2 separate regions of the Mus musculus genome follow, and region 2 is linked to region 1. A link is a contact called in public Hi-C data. All regions are on one chromosome and are shown on one strand. The core of a region is the stretch at or near the end of the contact, and the rest is flanking DNA. Distances in the headings are between cores, read along the strand shown. Region 1 holds the start of Sox17 (SRY (sex determining region Y)-box 17). Region 2 holds the start of Tcea1 (transcription elongation factor A (SII) 1).

Region 1 (7,752 bases), core at 2,533-5,032:
AATCCGCGCTGGAGATCTACCCAGTGACACTGCGGGTGTCCCCCCGGGCCGCGGGGCCCTTTTCTTTATGGACGCGGCCAATGGCGAGGCGGGGGCGGACCGGACCCTAGTCCTTAGGCCCCCGCCCAGCCAGTGGTCCGAGTCCCAAGTCCCACACCCGCCCCTTTCCCCTCCCCCGGCAGTGTTCTGGCTACACCTGCCTTGGGGAAAACTGGCTGGAGCCGGGCGCTGGCGCCAAGACCTCTTGGGGAAATAGGAAGGCTGAAATTCAGATGTCTGGAGGTGCTGCTCACTGTAACGGAAGATTGAAGAACAAGTCCAAGGTTGTTCACATCAACATACTAGGTATAGGTATTTATTCCATTCTTTTAAAAAAATATTACCGAAGGTAATTAACTTAGCATGATTTTTCAGAGAAAAAAAATCCTGTTCTTCTCCCAAGAACTCATCCATCATGCTTATATTATAATAAAAATATCCAAGGTAAATAGCAAGTTGTAATAAAACAAAGTTTAACATAAAATGCTATATCACTAATATATCACTGCTCAATAAGAGCTCAAGTCAACCCTGAGGAATTTCAGTGTGAAACATAAAAATATAAAACAAAAGCTCCTTTTGTGTGTTCGGCAAAAGAGGCAAGATCTGGTTTTATTTCTAAAGACTTGCAAGGCCATGATTCCATCGCAAACACCACGAGATTAAAATGTAAAATAAAGTGCAAAGACAGCAGCACTGTGCTGTTCCTCGGAGGAAAAGGATCAGTCCATTTAAGCAGCAAATCCGTAGCGTGTAAGACTGTTAGCCTGACAGACGGTTACAACGTTTTCTTAAGACTGGAATGAAAAGCTGACCACCCTTAAATTTATTTTAAACCTGAAAGTACTTTCCCACGGGCTTCAAAACATGCCTTCCTACAATGCTTATCCCAGCAACCACTCAGCACCCTCCAAATATTAGCAAACTCATTTAGTTCTAGACGTAGTCTTTTTCAAGGGCAGCATTATAGATTCTAGGAGAGGAAAGGGAGACTCATCACCTGTTAAGGCAGACACTGGGAGAGTGTTACACACACTTAGCAGCCCTCCTTCAGACAAGGAGCTCCAAAAGCTCTGTGTTACATTTGAGTTTGTTTGCATGTTTGTGTTGTTCTCTACCAGATCCAACGGTCATCCTTGCGTAGTTTTAAGGTAGGAAAACTCAAAGGAATGGTGATCGAGCTCAGTTTGAATGTTCATCTAGTACAATTCCGAAAGACAGTCTATGAGATGCCTAGTGCCTGTAATTCTATAATTCCAGCACTTGAGATGTGGGGGGCAGAAAAATACGTTCATGATTGTCCTTAGCTACATATGGAATTAGAGGCCAGCCTGGGCTACATGCAACCCTGTCTTGAAGGAGAGGAAGAAAGGAAGAAAGGAAGGAAGGGAGGGAGGGAGAGAGGGAGGAAGGAAGGAAGGAAGGAAGGAAGGAAGGAAGGAAGGAAGGAAGGAAGGACTCAACATGTCAGTTTCCAAAACAGACTTTCTTTACTGTGAATAGCTGATTGAAAAGTATTACTTACTTGTATCCATGAGGTGACATGCTGAGGTTTTCCTGTATTATTTCAGAGACCAAATCTGGCTTACTGGAGGTTCCAAAAAAGCACAGAGATTTTGATAGCTTCTGGTCTGCAGTTTCTGGAGCTACTTTGTCTCCAAAGAACTCATACAGAAGCCAGCTTTTCTCTAATTTGTTATGTTATAAAGCAGTGGTGACCCTCCCTCCCATTTAAAGCTGGAGGTTGTGTGTAGAGATCAGTGATAGTAGTTAAAACTCCAGGTCTGTAAGATTCATACAAAGGGGGTAAAATTAAATCTGCTTTAAGAAATAAAAAAAATGATATTTTAAATTGGTAATTTAAAAGCAATTGGTCTTAAATCTAACTGATAATGTGCTTTTCCTCAAAGCTTTTTATTTTTTTCTGAAAAACATTAGCTTGAAAGTAAAACAAAAAAAATGCATTTCAGATGTTTAATCAAGGAAACTCTAAGGGTAGAAATAGCAATTTTACAAATCGATTCTCTAGCCAGGTGCTCTTTAAGAAAAAAAAAATTCTATCTCTTCTGTTGTTAGTTTTGAGACAGTCTCCCCATGTAGCTCTCCTGCCTCTCAGAAGCAGGGACGCAGTCCCTCACCTCCACAGTGACTCTTCTCTTTTGTATCTAGTAATGGGCATCTTTTCAAAGATCTCAGGGCCTAATTTTCTCTTTCCGTGTTTTTTTTTTTTTTAAATAAACTACGGGTTTTGTTTGAAATGACGATTGAAAACAGTAGCGGGTCCAGAATGCATTTTCTCTGTCTTCCCTGTCTTGGTTGATTTCTCTAAAAACTAAGAGACAACAGAAATATAATTCAGGTGTAGGTCTAGAAAATGTATTTACACCATTTTACCTGGGTACCTAGTTCTGTTCGAGCTCCATAAAAGGAACTGAGAAAGTGGTTAGAAAGAAAGCCCGGGGATGGGGAGGCAGCGTTATTTACAAGCATCCCTGAAGATTAACAACTGATCTTTCTGAGGGAAAGCACAAACACAGTAGGAGTCCAAGCGACCACTTTTGGGCTCTTCCCCGTTCCTTAAAACAGCCTCCCCTGGAGTCCCTAGATAGCACTTTACTTAACAAATCTACCAGGAAATGTGGCGCTTTCCCAAGACTAGTCCCCCTTCCCGTCCTCTTACCTAGATCTAACTTCTGCTGACCATTCTCTTGATAGATACTTTGGGAGGAGTGTTGGGGCCAACCGCACTTCAGACCCGCCAGCAGTGTGAGTGGGCCATATTTCAGTTTCTTCACTAAATGGGTGTTGGAAGCCGAGCTCACGACGTTATCAAAGCCAGCCACAAATGCCACAAGTAAAGAAGCAAACATCCGGAGCGGCTTCCTGCAAGCCTTGCTTCCCTCAACACTAGAGATTTACTGGGGTGGGGGTGGGTATCTGGACTAGAAGCCTGGCACGCCTGTCTGCTGTAGTCCGCAGCGGTATCACACTCAAACAGTGCAGGATTTCTAGGTGGCTACTGCCTAAGCCACATCCCCAAAGCAGACCTGAGGCTCGAAAGGCTGGGGCAAGGAAGCGTCTAATGTAACTAGAAGCTGTGCCCGTAACCATTTGGGGCCTGTAGCAAGCGGGTTGGTGATCAACTGGGACTCCGAAGTGGGAGAGTCTAAGCCACTCTTCTACAGCGAGCCTCAGAGTGAGTGGTTGATTTCTCGAAGGTTTTATGGTTTTGGTGTTCTGATGGCCAAGGCCTGTTAAAGGACATTCAAGTCCAATTGCACAGGATCCGTGGGCACTCAAGCAGATCCGTGGTCTGTGGAGAGCAAGTTCATGAGGGCGGAAAAGGGAGCGTGGGCTGTCATCACGGAGACAGCCCCCGGCGGACTCTAAGATAACAGAGACAATAGTACCACTGGACGGTCTAAAATACGTGCCTCAGAGTCTGCCTCTGAGAACACCGAGCGTCGTGCCCCGGGCTCCGCACCTCCCAGGTAGGGCCACGCAGAGCGATGCGGTCGATTGGCACCTTTCACCCGGGCACCAAAAGGCGCAGTCTCTTCTCCCCTTTATACCTTTCGCGCTCTTTCCAGTCCCTGGTCAGTCCCCAGTGGGTCGGAGGTGGAGATGGAAATTCGGGAACTTGAGAGGAAAGAGTGGCAAGAAAGACAGTGATCACCGGCCCCCACGGTGGCCCAGAACATTCAGGCCAGACCCTGCAATCTTCGCTTTGCTAGCCTCTCCCGTGAGAGCTGAGAACGTCTGACCCCAAGATTAACTTCGGGGGCTCATTCCGCACACCGTTGGGAGCGTGCATCCTGGGTGGGCGGGGTCTCACGTAACTGTCCGAATCTCTGTCTAATCGTGCCCCGAAACCCCACCCTAGCAGCTGGCGACTCGGAGACCACGTCCTCCTTCCCGCTCGGCCCTAGCTGAGTTTTTCCGCGGCGAAGCAGGAAGTAAACTGCTCCCGCTCCACTTCCCAGCTCAGTAACCGGTCGGGAATGTTTCTTAGAACCCATACCCCATCTGTGTTCCCCAGACGAAGTAAGGACTCCTCTTTATTCCTGCTCCATGGAACCTCAGGTTCTCTTGGGACGGTAGTCTGAGAGCTAGGAATGAAGCCTTGCTCACATTTCTTTGTCCTCTTCCTTGAAATTTAAAGACAATTCAAATATGGCTTGGGTTTTTATAAAGGTGATGGCTGCTGTAGCCTAGTAGTACCACACCCTAGGGAAGACGGGCTTCCTTGGAGAAAGGCAATCCTCGCCTTGCAGTCTGGCCTGTCACTGTGAGCAGAGCACTTGCACTCTCTCCAGAGAGCAAACTGGGTAGGACTGCTTCCCAGGATGCCCAGTGTGGCATCCTTAGTCTTCTTCTCTGATTTATTAATATCCAGCTCAGTCTATGATCCTGTAATACTCCGTTCCTGGACTGTGAAAGTGATGATGACTACACAGTGGGTCAAGCACATTGAGTTGTTTCGTTGAGTTTGCTTTGGTTTTGTAGCAGAGGCAATAGGTGCCTTTCCATCCAGAAAACTCTGCTCCCAAGATCCCCTATCAGGATTAACTGCATGGCGCCAGATTGTTGGTTAGGGCAAGGTATGTGCTCTGTGATCATGGAAATGATCAAAGTTAAATAGGACTTGCCACTCCTGACAGCACTCATTACCTCCTGTATGCGCTTCAAGCATAACAGATTTCTAACCTGAACCTAATTTAGCTTCCAAAGCTTAAAAACAAGAGGGAAGAGTTAGGAAGCCTTCCGGGGTTTCAGCTGGGTTACTTGAATGTTGTACTCTACCCATTTGGTGAACATGCCAACAAGTTCATAGCAACACAGGGTCTTCCGTTCACTACACCTTTCAATCCTGGATCACAGGGCTTTCCAGCCTTGACTACATACTTACGAATAATAGAATGTCCAGATTAATCCTTGGGTCTTCTTACTCCTAAGTGGAAACAGTAAGGACCATCTCCATAGACCTTAAAGGCTCATATGTCTGGGTCACAGGACTTCTGGAGAGTAATATTCTCTCCACGTCTCCTTCAATAATTCAAATTGCATCTGAAATCACAACATTACTGGGTGTTTAAATCCCACGGCTATCTTAATGCTTTTATCGAAGAAAGCCAGGCTGAAGATGCACATACATAATTTTACAAGTAGCTATATGATGCAAAAGTAAATGTCTGTCTTTAGGGCATTTGGAAAGTTATCTTTGAAATTAATTTCTTCATAAGCATGGTAATGTTTACAATGCAGTTTCCCTACCTCATCTGACCCTCACAACTGCCCTGGAAGTTACTGAAGTCGCTATGCCCGCAGTCCTCTTTTGGTGAAAAAAGAGCAGCGACTCAGTGACTTAACGCCACATAACAAAGGTTCTTAGACCATATCATTTTTCTAGCAGGAAACAATAACAGGCCTTATTATGAATTTATTTCTGTGCCATGTTTACAAATAATGAGAGACAAATTGGAATTTACAAGGATTAAATAAAGGAGTCAGTAGTGATGGATTAAGGATCCTTGGAAAAGAATGAAATGTTCTTATTAACTGGGTCATGATACTTTTGATACCAGAAGTACAGCAATGAAAAAGAGAAAGTATCATTTAGACTATCTGGGTTTCTGCTGGTCAGTGCTGTCACATCCTCTCACTCGCAGCACTTGGGACACAGAAGCAGACACATCTGAGTTTGGAACTAGACTGGTCTACAGAGTGAAATTCAGAACAGCCAGGGCTACACAGAAAAACCCTGTCTCAGAAAAAAAAAAAATAGAATATCTAGGTTTTTAAGAAGGAAGCCTAAGCCTTACATGACATCTCATTTATTTTGATATCTGTTTCATACAGGCAAATTCTAATTCATCTGAGCTACATGAGAAGAGTTCAAAGATGGAGCTAACATTCTAATATAAATAAAATGAAGTTTTCTCATTGTGTGCCATGTTCTCTCAGACTATAAAAGACATGGTTAGCTTTGATGAACTATTGTAATCTCATCTATCACATACTTAAATGACTGGTAACTTCAATATACATTATCAAGCCGGTTTTAAAGACATATAAATAGGTAACAATTAGGTAAATTCCCTCCTCTCTAATTGGTCCAGAGGAAAGAAAGTTTCCAATTATCTTGTTATAAAACAGAAAGTTATTATCTGGAGCAAGTGAGTGATTTGTTTGATGCTTCTAATCATCCCAAGAGACAAGACTGCTCATTTAACCAACAAACAATTATGCAGTTCCTATTAAGGATATGGCTTTCTATATCGTCATCAGTGAGCACAGACATGGGGAAGGGGCTGCTTAGGACTGGACTTTACCTCAGCAATACATTAGTGGTACATCCTTGGAATGTTATGGAATCTTTTAAAGACCCATCTGTAAGCTGGGACATAATAATAATAATTCCAATGACTTCTGGGGTCTTAATGAAGATTCATTGTTCATAAATTGCTTAAAATAGGGTTAGACATAATAGTACGTACATATATGTTTATATCAATAAAAATGTGCTGAGGGAAACAGAAGCTACCATTGTATGGGGTAAATGAATGTAGAAGCAGCAGAAGTCTGTTTTATAGCATTTAATGCCTCTGATAGAAATATCTATGATTGCTCTGCTTTTATCAATGTGTATTGCAAAGCTTTTAGGGAGGCCTCTGCAAACCATTGTGTGTTTTCTGGTTATATTTGAACATGAACATTTTTTACTCTGGTAGTAAGAAAAAAGTTGCGAGGAGGCATGTTAACCTTCTAGCTCTAAACCTAGAAGCTGGAGAGCTGGCTCAGTGGATAAGAATACTACTAGCTGCTTCTCCAGCCGACCTAGGTTTAATTCCCAGCACCCAAATGGCAGCTCACAATCATCTAGAACTCCTGCTCCTGGGAGTCTGAATCCTCTTCTCACCTCTTTGAAGGTGTGCACTACAAGGTGCACATACATACATACAGGCAAAATACCCATGCACATAAAATACATAAATCTACTATGAATAAATAAATAAAACTTTAAGCCTCACAAGGAAAGATACAGAGAATCATGAAACATTTGGCATTCCATTTAAAAATTGAAACACAAAGACACACCTTGTAAGGCAGTCCTTAACTGATTGACTCTAGTGGGAGCCTAGATTCTTTTCCTGGAGCTTTAAAAGCGAAGTTTAATTTCAGTGACTGAACCTGGCAGACAAGCACAGCCATTCACATCGAAGGATGACTGAACCACAAACGTGTAAATCTTCTAGCCCAGTATAGGTCTTCCGTGCTGTAAAGTATAAAAGAATTCCAGATTCTACTTTGGTTGGTTGTTCAAATAACTTAATACCAGATCTAGCAAGTGACTCAAATTGTCTTATACTAGGTTGTCTTAAAAGAAAAACTGGGGGGAGAGGGCCTGGGGAGATGAAAACACCTGGTCTCTCCAGAGTGTTCCTAGAAAAAGAAGTGACAAAATGACCATAAAAACTTTTGGAAAGTAGAGTGCTAACAGACACAAGTAGTTCACAGACGTGCTCTTTGCTGTGCACACCAGAGACAGAGGGAGTTAAAGAAGACAGTACAGAAAATACGATGCTGACATGAAGTAAAAACCAAGGTGCTAAAATTAAAAAAAAATTAAATATATTTTTAAAATGTTTTAAATTGATTGTGTCACAGAAGGTCTCACCTTTGACCCAAGGGAAAGCAGACTGTTTTTGAGTG
Region 2 (7,752 bases), core at 3,218-5,717, 360 kb after region 1:
GAAACCTGTCTCAAAAAAAAAAAAAAAAAAAAAAAAGGAAATAAATGAGCTTGGATCCATTATGAGAGAAAGCAGAGGGGGAGGGGGGGCTGAGGGGGGAGAAAGAAAAGAAAGAAGGGGAGGGGGAGGAAAAAGCAAAACAAAAAAAAAGCCCCAAGACCAGATGGTTAAGCCTACCAGACCTGAGCCCCTGAGTGTAATTAAACCCCTTGTCTGGTCTCCTTAGCTCAGTTCATTACTTTCTTGCTTCATGATCAATTTTCCCCCAAAATCACTTCAAAATACAACCAAAATAGACATCTGTGCAATAGGCAGCCATTTGCATTCAGCTCGAGGCTTAGCAGTGATTGGCTGTTGACTTTTAGCACTTGGTAAAAATGCGCCTGCAGTTCCTATATAGGGAACTCCATATTACAGACATTTACATCATTCCCACTATAGTGAGAACTCAGTCTGGGATTAAAGAAGTAATTGAGCTGGGTGTGGTGGCTCGAGCATTTAATCCCAGCACTCGGGAGGCAGAAGCAGGCGGATTTCTGAGTTCAAGGCCAGCCTGGTCTACAGAGTGAGTTCCATTGTTTTTGGCTAGTATAAATCGCACTAGAGCCCAGCATAATACCAGGCTATATATCAGAATGGAGTCACTTATACCAAAACTTTCAGGTATTAAACTGAAAACTCTTTATCTGACCTTCCCTGATTTTGAGGGGGCATGTATCAAATTTACCAAATAAGCTAGTTTTAGTTAAGCTAGTAAAATTCACGCTCCTCAGGCCTCACACAAAAGTAACATAATGCTGACTTCTTTTTTAAATTGTTCTCTCTGTTCTAGTTTACAAGTAACTGACCGGAGTTTTTAAAATTATTTTTTAATTTTTGCTTTCTTCAGCCTTTTCCTGCCTATATAACAGCTCTGAACATGTGTTTTTCCCTCTCCGCAGAATGGAGTTGTACTGACTCTAATAAGGTGCTGCAGTCAACTGAGATTGTAATTCTGACCTTCCTACAAGAACACTTTTCAACTGTATCAAACTGCATGAGAAAACACCCTTTTGAAACAGTCTAAGAAACCAGTATTACCAGCCAAGGAGGACCAAGGCCACACTATAGGATCCCATTCTTATTCAGTAAAGTCTAGGCTATCCAGAATGTAAGAGTGGCTCAACATACAAAACCAATCGTATGTATGTAACATTAATAGTGTTAGATTCATTTATTTTTAAACAGACATAGAGAACGCAGGAAGAAGGACTTGGGTGAATAAACCATATTTATTCACATCAATAACATCAAAGAGGCATCTTGTCACCCATGTGTTCGGATGTCCAAATGGGTGAAAAGGACATAGTCCGTAAGGGAAGCTGGGAAATATCTAGTCCTTCAGCAGGAAACTAGGAAAAATAGCACCTAATTATCTCAACACCAAATTACGATAGAAACAAATTAGAAATAGGAACATCGTGTGTCTCTAAAAACCAGTGGACATTATACTCCACAAAGGAAAGAAAGTTTTCCCTGTACAGTCAGAGATAAGGAAAAGAGAACTGTTTTCACTTGTATAGTACAGCATGCTGAAAGCTGTAGGGTTCTAGCTGTTCCTCTTCAGACACTGACTGACCAGGTAGACTGCAGTACTGTGAAGAGGCTAGATTTCTGCATACTCACCTACACTTGGGCTAGTTCAAGCCCTCTGACAGAATTCCTTCTCACCCACTTTGTCTAAACTAAACTCTTGTGACTAATAGATAACCTTTTCAGATCTTAGCAGACCACTAGCTTCCATCGACCCAAAAGCTTCATCGTGCTGAAACCACCACTGACATATCCACCAATACATTTGAAATTTGCCTTGATTTATTACTTTCTCTTGTAGAACTACAAACTTTGGTTTTTTTAGACAGAGTCTCTCTGTGTAGCCCTGGCTGTCCTGGAACTCACTCTGTAGCACAAGCTGGCCTCGAACTCAGAAATTCACTTGCCTCTGCCTCCCAAGTGCTGAGATTAAAGGTGTGCACCACCACGCCTGGCCTTGAACTATAAACTTTCATGAAACTGCTTCCACTTTGGAACATGGAATTTGGAATAAAATAAGTCTGTGTTCCTGGCCATGGTAACTCAAAATGCCTCCAAAATAAGCTATATATTATTTCCTTTGAGATGAAAGCTGTGGTTTTTACATCAACAATGTTATGCTTAGTTTTGTTTTGTTGAGATAGTGTTTCTCAGTGTGTAGCCCCCTGGGGGAGGAGAAAGAAAACAACTAGCTCAAGAGCCTAGCCAGGGTTAACTCAAATCACCTTAACTTTGCCTTAGGCAGCAACATCACCACCTGCAAGGCTATTGTTTACAAACAAAGATGCTAGCTAGACTATTGAGCCATGGAGATCAACCTAGTACTTGGGTGGAGGCAGGAAAATAAAGTCAATCTTAATTACACAATAAGCTTGGGTGTTTTCACCCTGGGGGTGGACCTAGGTATTGTCTACCCATTCCTAAAGTTCCAAGGACAAAACAATTCACTCTGGAGAACCTATGAGTTTATAAGGCACAGTGCATAGATGATCCTAAAGCAACCACAAGGGGAAGTCTGCACCTTCCCCATCCCCGTCACCTAGATATGGGCTCCTCTGTGGATAATGCAGCCCTGTTCCTAATCGTTTCCAGCCTACAGACTAGCCCTTCCTCTGAAACCTGAGGCCATCCCCAATTAGGGCAGAACTGCAAACAACTAGTTGGAAGGGATGGCTGGATATGTGGGTGAGGTCTAGTGATCCTCCAGGCCTACCTCTATGAACTTCAACAGTCAACAAGCTCTATGATGAACTTCCCAAGCAGGCACAACTGAGCTCAGAGTAATAACAGCTCTTCCGCTCTATGTTCCTGATGATAAATGATGGAAAGCTTGGAAACTGTCAGGGGTCATAATGTACAGCACGTGTGGTTCTGTAAACACCTCGTACTTGAAATCAGTTAAACTGGATATGGTGGTGCTCGCCTGCAATCCTAGCAGGATTTTATGGATAACTTGGGCTTCATAGATAACTAAGGCAAGCATAGGCTACAAAAGACCCTGTCTAAAAACAAAAAGCTAAAATGGTAAACTTTGTTTCTCTTACAACACTTAAAACTTAACTTGAGGCTGGGGAGATGGCTAAGTGGACAGGAGTACTTGTTTTCCAAGCATGAGTGCCTGGGGTTCTGAGATGGAATTCCCAGCACCTGCAGAAAAAAGCTGGGCATAGATGTGCATTCCTGCAACCACAATGCTTGGGAGTCTAAGAGAGGCCGATTGGGGAATTTGCTGGCCAGTCAGCCTAGCTGACTTCAAACTTCTAATTCAGGGAGAGACCCTGTCTCAAGGCAGTGGAGACCAGATAGATATCTTGAACCATAAAGGGCTTTATCTTAGTATAGAGAGAATCTTAAGTGGTAAATTTTGGTTAATGGTAATTAACTTTGAAATGCTGTTATGCATAGTGTGAATTGGTAGTAAATGGTTTAACTGGACACAGACCCACTTTCTCATCTGCAAATGAGAAAATGTTGTCCCCTCTTTTTTTTTTTTTTTTTTTTTTTTTTCCGGTTTTTCGAGACAGGGTTTCTCTGTGTAGCTCTGGCTGTCCTGGAACTCACTTTGTAGACCAGACTGGCCTCGAACTCAGAAATCCGCCTGCCTCTGCCTCCCAAGTGCTGAGATCAAAGGCGTGGGGCACCACTGCCTGGTGATTGTCTCCTCTTTATTACCTCACAAGGAAATTGAAGGAAAAGGACAAAGAAAATAAATGAAAAGCATGAGTTATGGGTGAAAAATGGTACTGAACCATTTACTTTCAATAGAAACTGATTAGTCAAAGTGGAATTCACTGTTACCCTGGGGAGCTATACTTTATTTGATCTTAAGTTTAAAGTGTGAAAATGCACATTAGTTATATGCCACGGCCTTCTATCATGCTTGGTGACAAATGTTTAATTTGACACGACATGTGTTTTAGTTAACTTTTTTCATTGGAAAGAAGATATTTTGAGTCTTAAAAGTCTGTAATGTTCATTGGCTCCTGATTTATTAACTTTCAACACATGGAACAAAGTAAAAACAATCCCAGACACTATACATGTCATTTTTTTACCGTGGCTTTTTTTAAGTCACAATTCTCAAGGCCGTCGTCTTTTTAGTCGGTTTTCATCAGCAGGCTAGATGGTTTGAATATCTGAGTCCAAGAGTGAGCCTCAGTGCTCATGCGCTTTAAGCCCTCGGCAATGCCTGTCCTGCGTCCCAGAGAACGCTCTGCCGGAGGGGTTTCGATGGAACTCGTAGCAACCTACCGCCTACTGCCTGATCCCTCTGGCGTGAAAGCCGGACTCCGTCCAACTCCAGCTCGCCAGCAACGCGAGTCCGGATAGGGCCGGAAGTTCCAGACTGCTGGGGGCGGGAATAGATTAAAAGAACAGCGCACGCCTGAGCGAGCCACTTCTACTTTCCAGTCTCCTGCGATCGATTCGTAGTGCCTGTGTGGCGCGCGCGGTGCTTGACTGGCACGGCCTAGGGGGCGGAGCGCTTATCCCTGCCGCCGCGGGCCGGGTCTGTGAGGAAGGCCTAGGCCAGCGGCTTCGCGGCTTGTCCAACGTCCGCGCAGCTTCTCTCGCTTCCCGTCCGCTGTGGCCGGGCGAGGGGAGGCCTTCCGGAGCCATGGAGGACGAGGTGGTTCGCATTGCCAAGAAGATGGACAAAATGGTGCAGAAAAAGAATGCGGTAAGCGGGCGGGCCCGGGGCAGGCCGCGGCCGAGTCCGCGACACCGGCCCACGCGGAGTCAGTCAGGGCCGGGCCGGGCCGGGCCGCGCCGCGCGCCCTCCGGGCTTTCAGGTCCGTGCTGCCCACGGCCGCAGTGAGCCCAGGACTGAAGCCCTCGACGCTGGGCTGAGAGAATGTACGGTGGCCGCCGCCGGTTACCCCAGAGCGGCTTCGCTGGGTGCCGCGGTCAGTTGCAGACGGGCCGTAAAGTGTGTTTATCCCAGCTCTGCCTTACACCCACTTGGTAATCACAAACAGAAAATACGCCGCCCCTTGGCAAGTCGGCCTGCGTGCGATGTGCCGGGCAGCCGGCTGCTGCTGCTCCGCGGGTATGGTGCTGAGGCTGCAGCGGGACGGATGACATCCTCTGTTCCTTGATTGGTCTGTGTGGATGTGTCCCTCGGTGTGTACCACTTTCCATCCCTTTGCTTCCACACTTGACCTCTCCAGCCAGCTTCACTTGAATCTCTTCTTCCAGACGCAGCAGGTTTGCATTATCAAAACACCAGAGACTTTTGCCATTTGTGAAGTAAAAGCCGTGCAGAGATGCTAAACGTTTGTGCAGTGAGTGCTTTAGAGTTACGCGCCTCTGCAGAATTCTTTTTATGAGTCAAGAAACTGAGTCAGAGCTAAAGTGCTGTCGCTTAAATACTGTGTAGTTTTGCTTGAGCTAGGAGCTCGCTGACTTTCCACTCGCTGCCAGCTTAGGATTTAGTGTTAATACCAAATAATGTAAGACTTTCAGACGCCCCCGGTTCCTCTTTCTTAAACAGGTGTGTTGACCCGCATTTAATTTCATGCCCCGTTAATCCGTATGTACGATTTTGGTCCTTTCAAATATTTCCTGTTTGTTTTCTGTTCCAGATATTAGCCTGTGTTGTTTTTCTTTCTTACTGATTGAGCTATTTCATTACTTGATGCAGGTGATGAGTTCTGGTTATATGATAGGTTAAACATTTTTTTTTTTTTTAAATTGGGAAACCTCTCTCTGGCTGAAGGTTCCCAGATTGCCACAGAGGAAACTCGCAAGAAGAAAAAAGTCATTAACTTCGTAACTTATTTTCCCAAATACATCAAGACAGACTTCAAGTCATTCTCAAATCTGATTTCTGGTAGTGCAAAACCATAACTAAGATGAAAATTTGTCTTGAAAAAGAAGACAAAGCTGTTTTTTTTTTTAATTGCTTTTTCTTTCATTTTCCAGTCCTGAAATTCAAACAGGCTGATGAAATGCAAAGAAAGATCAAAATGATACTCAATAAATTCTTGGGCCAGGCATTGGTGCTGCACGCCTTTAATCCCAGCATTTGGGAGGCAGAGGTAGGCGGATTTCTGAGTTCGAGGCCAGCCTGGTCTACAGAGTGAGTTCCAGGACAGCCAGGACTATACAGAGTCTCAAAAAAAAAAAAAAAAAAAAAAAAAAAAAAACCGCCCAACCAAACAAACAAAAAAATCTAAAATTTAAAAACCTGTGTGTGGGTGTGTGTGTGTACACAACTAGGTCAGAGGACAACTTGAGGATTTCTTTGTGTTGCCCTTGCTCTCCTGGAACTTGCTCTGTATATTAGGCTAGCCTCAAACTCAAATCCTTCTTCCTCTGCTTCCTGAGTGCTGGCATTATTGGCCTAGCACTGAACTCACTTGTTAAGCCTTTACCTATTGAACCATTTCTTGGACTCCCCTCCTCCCCCAAACACTCTCTCTCTCTCTCTTTTTGAGACTGCATGTCATAATGTCCTGCTTAACTAGGACCTTACTCTGTAGACCAGGCTGGCCTTAAACTCCCAGAGATCTGGCTCCTGAGTGCTGAGATTAAAGTCTTCAGGCCACTGCCATGCCCACCCCCAATCCCTATTTTTTCTTTTTTTTGTTTTTGTTTTAAATATGGCATCTTGCTATGTAGCCCAGTCTGACCTGGAACTCTTGTGATTCTCCTTACGTATCTTTATAAATGTGATGAACTGTGACAGCAGCTATTTTTAAGTTACTTCAGACCATAAAAATGGAAACTGCTTGAAGCATGGTAGTTGTCACTATTTTTTTTTTAATATATAATTGCATTTTAATAAAATTGTAGAGTAGGTATCAATTAAAACCAGCTACCATTTTTGAACTAGTACTCCAAGCTATGTTTTTTTCTTTTTGTTTTTTTGAGACAGGGTTTCTCTGTGTAGCCCTGGCTGTCCTGGAACTCACTCTGTAGACCAGGCTGGCCTCGAACTCAGAAATCCACCTGCCTCTGCCTCCCAAGTAGGCATGTGCCACCACTGCCCAGCTGTAGTTACCAATCTTAACCTCATTCATTATTCAGATAATTTTGCTGGGTTAGTAGTCCCATCCTGACTAGTTAAGAGCTCTTGAATCTTATATATTTCTTTACATATCTTGAGTAGATGGCTGGAACTCTAGGCACAGCCACCATGCTCAGCTTACTATATCCATTTTAAAGTTCAATCTGTACCTTGTTAGATTTCATTCTTTTCTATTGCAGAATAGTACTTCATTATACCGATGCATATATCACATTTTGTTTCACCCTCACTTGTTGTACGTCTGTGCTGCTCCCACTTTGGGCTATAAAACTAATGGTAATAATCTTATATCTGTGTTAACATGTTTTCATTTCTGTTAGGTATATACCTAGGAGTAGAAGTACTGAGCTGTGTAGTGTCTATGTGTAACTTTTAGTTTTAATCCTGGGGCTGGACTCTTCAGCAAACACTGTACCTACACCCTAAACTTAACCATTTGAGAAACTGTTCAAAAATAATCCAATTCTTTTTTTTTTTTCTTCCCACGAAATGGCTCATACCATTTCACATTGCCATCAGGATGTTTGATTGTTTCTAACTCTCCATATTGTTTTAATATTTGTTGATATTTGTCCATTAAATTACATCTTGTAATGAAATGTTATGGGCATCTTTTCTGTATTTACTGGAAATGTGTCTGTTTTGGAGGA

The links. Hi-C and Micro-C count contacts between places; a contact is called where the count stands out from the background.
Region 2: a Hi-C map of nephron progenitors shows a contact between it and region 1, with 5 times the contacts expected there. The contact joins the promoter of Tcea1 here to the promoter of Sox17 in region 1. A contact is called at or near these places in 3 of 39 promoter capture datasets (cranial neural crest and embryonic stem cells), 3 of 484 Hi-C or Micro-C datasets (LSK cells, embryonic stem cells and nephron progenitors), 5 of 115 datasets of contacts at active chromatin or transcription factors (embryonic stem cells and stem cell-derived neural progenitor cells) and 2 of 9 other capture datasets (adipose tissue and liver).

What each region holds. Positions count from the first base shown.
Region 1 is chr1:4,493,572-4,501,323 of GRCm38.p6, forward strand. Sox17 (SRY (sex determining region Y)-box 17) reads right to left here and starts at 3,783. Exons shown (of 5, transcript NM_011441.5): 1 at 2,720-3,783; 2 at 1,565-2,371; 3 at 201-292.
Region 2 is chr1:4,853,227-4,860,978 of GRCm38.p6, forward strand. It overlaps Tcea1 (transcription elongation factor A (SII) 1), which reads left to right and starts at 4,468. Exons shown (of 10, transcript NM_011541.4): 1 at 4,468-4,750. The coding sequence starts at 4,688.